Regions from separate parts of the Mus musculus genome. Here region 2 is linked to region 1. Evidence: chromatin contacts called from public ChIA-PET data. All regions are on one chromosome and are shown on one strand. Each heading gives the region's core, a stretch centred on a gene start, on an enhancer-like site or on the middle of the called end of the contact. The rest is flanking DNA. Distances are from core to core; before and after follow the strand shown. Region 1 overlaps Nsmce2 (NSE2/MMS21 homolog, SMC5-SMC6 complex SUMO ligase). Region 2 overlaps Gm41331 (a long non-coding RNA gene).

Region 1 (5,021 bases), core at 1,603-4,102:
TTGACAGGTGAACACTTGTTGAATATCCCCATAGTATGGCACTGTGGGGTGCATGCAAGGGTGCATACGTTTGGGGGGGGGTGGGGGTCGGTGGGGGGGGGGGTATGTGTTTCTGTTTCTGTAACGAGAACCTGAGACAGTCATTATAGGAGGAAAGTATGTATCTCTGCGCTGTGGAGGTCCCAGTCCCTGGTGACTGTTGAGCCCTGTTGCTTAGGGACTGTTGCAAGGCAGCACGTATGGTAAGAGTGTGTGGCAGAGCAAACTCCAGCCTGCGGCTAGGGAGTGAGAGAGACAGAAAAGACCCAAGTCCTGCAGTCAGTCCTCTGTGGGTGTGTCCTCAGTGACCCAAAGGCTTCCCATAGAAGGCCATTCTACTTCTACACTAGCTTATAGCACAGAGCACTTAGCTGCCTCCTATGTGCCATGCAAAGTTTGTTTGCGCTCATATCAACCCCTGTGTATTGCTCTTATTTTACAAATAAAGAGCCATCAAACAACTTGCCAGAGTTTGAACAGCGATTTAATGGCACAGTTAGACTCTGTCCCATGGAGCTTTTGTCTGCCTGGGACAGAATCCAACTATGAACTTAAATCTGTGACCTCCTAAGCATCAAGCTACAATGCAGGAATTAAGACACCAGAGAGACAAACATCACAAGGGTTGGGGGGTAAGGGTTCTAACCTTAAATAATAGGAAAATAGAGTGCTATTTCACCTTAAATTCTCTGGGATCTAGTCCATTAATCCACATCAGAAAACCCCCAGCCAGGAAGTTTATATGGAGAGATTCAGACTGGGAAGTTTAAGAGCAGGAACCCTATTGCAAACAAAACTGCTTGGGTTTTCAAGGCCTCGAGTTGGGTCTGAGTAGCTCCTCCCCACCCCCATATAGCACAGCGTGACTGTCAAGTCAGTCAGTTTTACAGTTTAGTTGAGTTTGAGCTGGACATTTAACAGTTCACTAAAAGATGCCTGGGCATCTGCCCTGTGCAAAGCGTCACACAAATGCTTTTAAATGCCATAGTGAGGAAAGTGCACTCATCCAGCTCACAGAGGTGAGTGATAGAAACAGGGTCTTCATGTCTTCAACATGACAGGCCACCATGATAAGGAGCCCATCCCTTAGGTCTGCAGCTAGTGAGCCGGACAGGAGACAATGATGCTGGGACCCTACATCACATAGTCATCTTTTCTCTTATCTGACGTCCTGTGAGTCTTTCGCTTTAGCTTTGATAGAACCACATACAACTCACCTGTTCAGAGTGAATTTTACAAGTCTTCAAAGCTGTGCGACCATCTTGACAACAATCACAAGAAACCCTCTGTTAGTATTCACTTCCCGTTTTCTTCCAGGCCCCCCAGCGCTAGCCGCTGCAAGTGGACTTTGTATCTCTGTAGACGTGCCATTTGGATATCGCATACAAATGTGTTGGTGTGGTCTGGTGTGTCTGGCTTCCCTGACTAGGCATGATGCTTTCCAGTGTCATCCATGTGGAAGCATGTGTCCACACATTCCTCTTCATGCCTTTAACCCATTGTATGGACACGCCACATTGTTGACTCACGAGCTGGCGGTCATTCTGCTTGTTTTTCTCTTTTGCCTGTGATGAATAACGCTGCTTGAACATTTGTGTACCAGTGGATGTGCGTTTTCATTTTCACTTCTTGTGGTGTTTATCTCAGAGCACAACTACTGGGTCATATGGTAACTCTATGTTTATCCTTTTTAGGAACTCCCAGGCTGTTTCCCACAGCGAGGGCGCCATTTTACATTTCCACCAGCAGTGTCTGAGGGTTCCAATTGCTTCCCGTCCTTGCCAGCACTTGTCACTGCCTGTCTTCTTACTGTAGCCATTGTAGTGGGTGTGAAGTGGTGTCTCGTTGTTTTACCTTGCATTTCTCTGATGGATTAATATTGTGGTGTTTATATTACTAACCTAGGCAGAAGTTTAAATCTCATACTTTCATATAGAAACCACTGCATATTACTTGGATTAACCAGTAATTCTGAAGCAAAACCATAGTTCTGTACCAGATAAATGTCGTTCATGAAATTATACTTGAAAAAAAAACTACAAAGTAAAATGACTTGGGATGAAGATAACACACTCACCTGGGACATTAGTTTTGCAGTATGAATTCATCTGCAGTGTTCTTTATCTGCACTACTAAAATGCTGTTGTGTGACATTTACTGGATAATCCAGACAGCACTTGACTAAATCCACAGTATGGTGTCACTGGGTAAACACTTGAAAATGGAAATGTGTATCCCTTCTGGTTTTATCAGTTGAGATTAAAGGTGGTTTATAGCACAGGAAACCTTTTCTCCACCACCCTGTATCTCAGTGTGGGCCAATAATCTGTCACCTGAAACCACTTAAAATAGGTTGGGCTTTCTTGACTGTCCTGTTGCTGTGATGACATCAGGATCTGACTGCAGAGGGGAGAAAAGAACACTTCTCTGACTTGTTTGCCTCCATGTCCTTTGTCCCCAGTTAAAAGCACTGCCCTTCTTTAGCCCTTACTTCTGTCTGGTTCTCAGATGTTTTCTACACCGTCTGTCTCTGTGGAGCTCCTAGTCTGCTCACAGTTGTTTCTGTCAAGGAAAGCTCCGTGTGAGCTTGGAAGTGTGAGATTCACCAGCCCTAGATATGTACAAAGTGAGGAGGGGCTGGTGGAGGAAAAAAGTATCTCAAACCAAACTCCAAAGATGCTTTCCCTAGAAAGAGTCTCAGGACAGCTTTGAAAGCTCCCCAGGACAAATAACTTCACAGGAGACCAGTGGTCCTCACTGGCACAGAGAGAGCCTCACCAGTGCTAAGCTTCCTGTGTGCTGTGCATTCCTGACTGCATTCGGCACTGTTTGCTGAGGGCCTGCAGGGGACCAAGGAGAAAAGAGAAAGGAAGAGTGGCTATGGCTAGTTCCGCCCTTCTTAGTTTCTACCTCTGCCTTATCTGCTCCTCATCTTACTGTGGGCCTGTGGCTCGGCTGGGGAGTGGTTCCAAAGAATAACTAGGTTGATTGGCAGGAATTGAATTCTGCCACCCCAGAGTAACGGGAGGCAACAACCTCAGACCCTTAAGCTGGTTTAAGCCTTCGTGAGTTCTCTTTTGACACTTTTTGAAACACTGCTCTGGGTGAAGCAAGCACATTGTGGCTACTAAAGATCCTGGACGACTGGCTAACCCTGGCCCATGTGCCTTCAGGACTGTTACAGAGGAACTAGATAGGAATCATTGGTAGGTTAGTAGCAATTGTGGTTTGGTTCTGATTTTTAAAGTGACTAGCCCTCAAGTAACAGAAAAATAAAGGATGGCAAGTGCTTGTTGACTGGACCGTTTGCTAAGATCGTGCGAATAGCTGTGCATAGGCTCCGGGCTCATTTTTTCCATAGCCCTCTGACATGACAAGGTCAACCTTCAAGTGAGCTGTAATGAAACTTCGTGCATCCCAGCCGTATCCAGTGTGCCCTTAGCTTAACACTCATCTGTCTGTGACCTGACATAGTGAATGTAGTGGCTCCCTGCTCCCACAAGTCCTATGAGGAATGGTGGGGAGGAGGTATAGGAGTGGAGAGGGCTGTACAGCAAGAACTTGCCCACGTTAGGAAGCCAGCTGACAGGTTTGGCTGTGGCCGAGCTTATTTTCCATTGGATTCTGAGTTTCCTTGCAGCAGTTTTTACAGAAAGCTTTAAGCTCCTTGCCTTCATAGTCCCACACAGGAGGGGATGATGGCCGAGGAAAAGCGGATTCATTTGTTCCTGTAACAAAAGAATCAAATGTACTTCTGTGGAACAAAAATGCATTGGAAATTTTGCTTGTTGTTTTCTATTACAAAATTGAAATAAAAAAGGAATGTTACCTGTACTGATTTTCTTATTTCATATGGAAAATAAGAATATGTTGCCGGGCAGTGGTGGCACATGCCTTTAATCTCAGCACTTGGGAGGCAGAGGCAAGTGGATTTCTAAGTTCGAGGCCAGCCTGGTCTACAGAGTGAGTTCCAGGACAGCCAGGGCTACACAGAGAAACCCTGTCTCGAAAAAACAAACAAACAAAAACAACAACAACAACAAAAAAAAACTTTAAAAAAAAATGTGTGTGTGTGTGTGTGTGTGTATGTGTGTGTGTGTGTTTAGAGCCTGCGTATCTTATTTCCTTTCTGCAAGCATTGTTATCTACAGTCACTGGCTCAATGAACTTATCATTTTCCTGGACCACTGTTCTATAAGGGTTCTAAAATCAATCAATATCTCTCTCTCTCTCTCTCTCTCTCTCACACACACACACACACTATTAACAGCTGCTTGCTCCATTCTGACTTGTGTGCTTTCCAGCTAAGGTGAGTGTGTGCAGTGCCGTGACTAACGCTGCACTCCTCTCACAGATGCTGTCTAGAGGGGAGCTCTCAAGTCAGCAAAGCCCCGACCTTCCCTCACCCATTCCTCCCCACCACCAGACTCTCGTAGGAGCAATCCTTTCATCTGCCCCTAAGTGACCTCCTTGGGTAGACCATGCCCTGAGTCTGGCAGCTTAGTCTATTTCCTAGTAGAAACTCTTTTTCTCAGTTTAGGGAAATTTTATATTCGCTGTGTCTTGTTCATAAAAGTATTCCTTCCAGAGTGACACACGGTGAAAATGAGGGTGGGATGCCTTAATTAGGAGACTTCGTTGATTGCTTCCAATAAGTAAAGCAATTATGCCATGTATCGGAATATGAATGCAAATGCTTTGTAATATTAACCCTTGATGTGGAAGAAGTAGCCTGGCCTTTGAAGTCAGGTAATTGCAAAACTAATGCTGACTGGATGCCAGGCACTGTTGCAAGCTCCTTTATAAGTTGGTTCACTCACGCTTACCTCAGCCCTCTGAGAGTGTTCTATTAATATGCCCATTTCACAGATAGGAGGAAACCTGGGGTGGGATTAAGAAAGCTGTTGTGAGTGTGGGAACCAGCAGTTGAAATCAAGTGTTCTGTCTGAGTCCGAGCTTCCGATGCTACACTTCAGTCTCCA
Region 2 (4,977 bases), core at 1,607-4,106, 650 kb after region 1:
AGGACCCAGATGTAGCTGTCTCTTGTGAGACTATGCCGGGGCCTAGCAAACACAGAAGTGGATGCTCACAGTCAGCTAATGGATGGATCATAGGGCTCCCAATGGAGGAGCTAGAGAAAGTAGCCAAGGAGCTAAAGGGATCTGCAACCCTATAGGTGGAACAACATTATGAACTAACCAGTACCCCGGAGCTCTTGACTCTAGCTGCATATATATCAAAAGATGGCCTAGTCGGCCATCACTGGAAAGAGAGGCCCATTGGACTTGCAAACTTTATATGCCCCAGTACAGGGGAACACCAGGGCCAAAAAGGGGGAGTGGGTTGGCAGGGGAGTGGGAGTGGGTGGATATGGGGGACTTTTGGTATAGCATTGGAAATGTAAATGAGCTAAATACCTAATAAAAAATGGAAAAAAAAAAAGAAAACTCAGGAAGAATTTCTGAAATATGAAAGGGTGAGTTGAGGAGGAAGAAATAGAATTTTCATGTCCGTAATAAGAGATGAGCAAAGTCTATAGAAATATACTGAGTGACAAATAACTAGAGCCAAAGATATTCCTTTCACTGAAAAAAATAGAGGATCAAAGCACTACTGCCATTGGAGAGAAATTCTTTAGCCACTCATCAGTCAACCTGTCCTCCATGATTAATTCTTATTCTCCTTAATCTTTGATGAGCAGTCATGTACCTACAGTATCTTTTCAACTACAGAGGTGTGGGAATCTCAACTCTTACATTGCTATGGCCCATGATAATTTATGAAGCACCATCAGAGGCTTCTGGCATGATCTTTTTCTGTGGGTATCTGGGATAGTTCTATTTTGTTGCTGATAAAGCCCCCTGCCCTAATTTGCTGGTGATAGTTAGGAGGTGTCAGAGTATAAACACAATCAACTAGAGAAGGCAGAGTTATAAAGTCTGTGCTTGCCATTACTTTAAAAGTTTGAAAAGTAAAAGACCTGATGAAAGTTAACCACAAAATAATGCAATTGATGGGGAAATATGTCTGACACTTACAGTCAATTCAAAAGGTTTAGGCTAAATATACATGCATGGAAAGATTAATTCTATTTTTCAAAGAAGAGTGCATATGGCATCTAACTTATGAAATAGATAAGCATAATTTTCACAGAAAAAGATTTCAGATGTAATAGTCATGAGCCATCATATGTCGTAAATATCAAACATGTAGTTAGCATATACCAAGGAGATTATCTATATATATAATATATACATATATCAAGAAAACATATTAAGCATGTTGGCACAAGGAAGAAACACCCAAATGAAATAATCTATGCTTGCCTTGCTGACAATTCAGAAGACCTCGTTGTAGTTACAATGCCATCATATCAAATTACTCCCATTAGCTAAAGACGCACCTGAAGCATGTGAGTTTGAGTTTTAAAACATTTTATTAAAGTCTTTATAATAACACTGCTTTTACATGGGTCATATAAAACCTTTGATTTCTTAATTTTTATGGGCATTTATTTAGCCCCCAAGTCAATCCAAAACGAGCTCCTTTAAGGGATTTTATAATTGAATGTGGTAATACCATCTGGATGTAAGAAAATATTGCACAAACACAGTCTTTACAGGCACACACATTCATGAATGTATACATACATATACAGACAGAGACATAAATAGCTTAACATCTTCCAGTTTTAAATTTTAGCCATAGTTGAAGCATTATCACAGAAATATAAAGCTCATTGGTTTATAGAAAAGAATGGGACCCCATTGCCTGTGTTTTTCATTTTTACGAAGATTATGGTTTTGGAAGAGGGGTAAATCGAAGCTTGATATAAAAGCTGAAGCTTTTTCATTATTATTGCTGTAGTACAGCTTTATGTTGACCTTTGACCTGATATATAATTCTGTAAAGCCTGTGGGCTAAAGCAAGCAAGGGAGGCGAGAGGAGAGACCGTGGCTATTATCTGGTGTCTGTCAGGCCTGTTCTTGTGGATAAACATTTAGTTTGCTGTTATTTAGACTTTTTGGTCTGATACTGTTATTATTAGTGTACTGGTGTCCCTAAACTCACGCAGAGTCATCAGTAACGTAAGAGAGAATTACAAGAAAGCATAAGAAATTAAATGACAAAGTGAGATCTGAAAATTGGAGGCAAAGGAGTAGAGTGGGTAGGGGTGTAGAAGTTGAGGAGATTGAAGGACTCACGTCACGTAAGTAAAGACTGAGGAGGGTAGAAAGATTGGAGTTAGAATAGGTTATGGGAATGTCTTAGGATAAGAGACACTGGGGAAGAAAGATGGTCTCTGATGCTGCCTCTGAAAAACTTTTTAAAGGAATAACATGCTTTGCATCTGCAAAAAGTAAGTGGATGGAGGAAAGGCTGTGTGCTACTCGGATGAGATCTCAGAGGTATGAAATCAAGAAGTCTCACAGAATGAGACAGTTTAGGAAGATGCCAAGTTCTCTCAAGAGCATGTGCCCAAAGTCCGGGATGTGTGGGGTAAGAGATGATTGAAAGTTTACCTAGACAGTGAAAGAAATGCCTGCCAGTGCTAGGAGCCGTGGACCTGAAACTGAAGTATGGTTTCCTCAGAAGGATTCATGAAGTTTAATCATATGTTTTAAAAAAATGTAGAAGGATTTAGAGAAATAGTAGAAAACGATGAAATTGAGGAAAAAACAAGTAGACTTAGAGAGATACCAAAAAAAAAAAAATGTGTATAATACTGGGTTATTGGAATTGGGAGGGTACTCACCATTTTTGATTTTGCTTTCCAAGTCAGGTTTCAAAGAGTTTAACGAGACAGCACCACCACTTGCCTGAAGAGAGCAGGCTGGAAGTCAGCATACTGTCCAATCACAGCAAGTTGAAGAAAAACAACAGTTGAGGGGCAGCCAGAATTTTGTTCAAATCATGGCACCATTACCACTATAGTAAGTCATCCAATCTGGACAGGAACTTGAAAACATTTTATTAAGAAGTCTATTGCAATGGGAAGAGGGGAGAATCATCCCACAAAGATTCTTAAAGCTTAAATCACAAATGTTTCATGGAAAGGATGGGCGAGCAAAATTTTATACATACACAGCCTCTTGCTTGGTCTTTTAAAGAAGTAGGGAAGTGAGAGGTGGAGGTGAGGGTGTTACTAAAGCACAGGAAATACCACTAAGTGTAACCTCCCCCACCCCCTCAGCCTGAAACCTGTTTGCTCAGGTTTCACTGTTTGCATCAGGGTGGAGCCTGCCGCTCAATCGTTCTGCCACACCCACTGCTGGAGCCTGCTGTCTTGCTGTTCTGGAGCCATACATGTGGTCACCCTGCAACTGGACCCCAGGATTATTTGGTGGGAATTAGCCCCTTCCCCCTCCTTCATAACTTGATGCACGAATTAGTAAAATTGAGCTTTGATCAGAACCCAATTGTCTCAGCTCTGTTCTCTTTCCCATCCATCTAGTTCCTTTCTTTCAGCTCGAGCCTGCCATCTCAGCCATACCATTCCTCATGAGCCGCTGGTCTGCCCGCAACAACTAAGTTCTGAGTTAATGGGAAAATATTGGCAGGAAGTGTTGGTATGCAGTTATGCACATAGAGGAAGCAGCTTTACTTTAACTGGCCAAGCAAAGAATGGGAAAAGTACAGAGAGATGAGGGGGTTGGTATCTAGTGACCCATAGCAAATCAACTGATACTTGTGTCAAGAACATCATTTGATTAGTTTCATTAGCCCCCTAAAATTAGTCACATTTCCAAAAGACCCCTCGAAAATCATGAAGGTTTTTTCCCTTTCACTGGAAAAGGAGTTAGAAATGGTGCTGGTTATTTCAAGTGCTGCAATGAGTCACACGGGAAATATTGTCAAATCCAAAGACGTTCACAGGCAGTATGTTAGATTTGTATGAGTAAACATTGGTAATGTGAATGTTTTAAACATTGTACTCTGCATGAGAAAGATGAAGATGATGGTAAGCGTTTCTACTGCCCGTGATAGAGCTTTCTGCATCAGACTCCTGCAACTTTGTTTACTGTAAGACAACAGTGTTAGTGTTATAACATTTTAATTACTTTTTGAACATTACCATGGTTGTAAGATTATTTAACTTGAATATTATACATCTTAGACTGATTTTTTTGTTTTTGTTTTTGTTTTGTTTTTGTTTTCAGGACTCATGCCACTGATCTTCGAAATCTTGATGCTTAAAATTAACTCCTGATATAGGAACCTATTTATGTGGGAATCTTGATACAGTTGGAGGGAAATTTTAGTGATATTATGTATGTATGTATATATATATATATGACATGTAATGTATTAGAAGGTTTGTAGTATATCTAACATGTTTTCTATGTGATACTTACATAGATTTATTTTCATAAATTAGAAATACTAAACATCCTTCTCTCAAGAAATTCTTTAAACATTGTGTTTATATATATCTTCCATAAATATTTTATTTTCGATAGACTTTGTTTTGTAAGGAATTAGAGCTACTAAATGTGTCTGTCAGCTGGCTTAAAAACTGTTCATGTTACCCATTTCTGAAAAATGTCAACAGTTCCATCTTGATGGGTAGATAGATTTTTTTTTTTTGGCTAGTTTGTTTTACTCTTGTTGCTCTATGACACCTTTATGATGAGCTGCAAAACAGGGAGCTGCATTTTCAACAAAGGAAAATTGCTGGATAGCTTGGCAGAGAAGGACCATGTCATATACCCTGGGCTACACTTGATGTTATGGCATTTTGAGATTCTCTGTGGTGTCTTCCAGGAGAAAAACAAACTGTGGGAAGACCCACCTGCTATGCTTGTGTGAACAGACAGTAAATTTAATGAAAGCGCCTGGATCGCTGATCAAGTGATCAAGAATAATCTTTCTTGACATTGTTTTTGATTAAAAAGTGGATGAGCTTTTAGGAAGACATACTGTGTTTCAGCAGAGACAATGGCTGAGTCTTTTGGGTTCTTAGATTCTATTTCTGTGCACTTATGTGTGAAATACTT

What was found. ChIA-PET counts read pairs in DNA pulled down with a chosen protein or histone mark.
Region 2: a contact with region 1 is called in an RNA polymerase II ChIA-PET map of memory CD8 T cells, with 5 read pairs. The contact joins two enhancer-like sites. A contact is called at or near these places in 2 of 115 datasets of contacts at active chromatin or transcription factors (memory CD8 T cells and pancreatic cancer cells).

What each region holds. Positions count from the first base shown.
Region 1 is chr15:59,535,794-59,540,814 of GRCm38.p6, forward strand. All of the region lies in intron 4 of Nsmce2 (NSE2/MMS21 homolog, SMC5-SMC6 complex SUMO ligase), which reads left to right. Among named protein-coding and RNA genes, the nearest start is that of Gm36677, 80 kb to the right of the region's middle. Within about 2 kb of position 2,853, at least 47 of the 459 cell types and tissues checked have an H3K27ac peak or open chromatin away from gene starts, as enhancers often do. A contact at or near this core is called in memory CD8 T cells, where this site is marked.
Region 2 is chr15:60,184,350-60,189,326 of GRCm38.p6, forward strand. Gm41331 (a long non-coding RNA gene) reads left to right here. Exons shown (of 3, transcript XR_875373.2): 3 at 2,759-2,954. Among named protein-coding and RNA genes, the nearest start is that of Gm41331, 45 kb to the left of the region's middle. Within about 2 kb of position 2,857, at least 36 of the 459 cell types and tissues checked have an H3K27ac peak or open chromatin away from gene starts, as enhancers often do. A contact at or near this core is called in memory CD8 T cells, where this site is marked.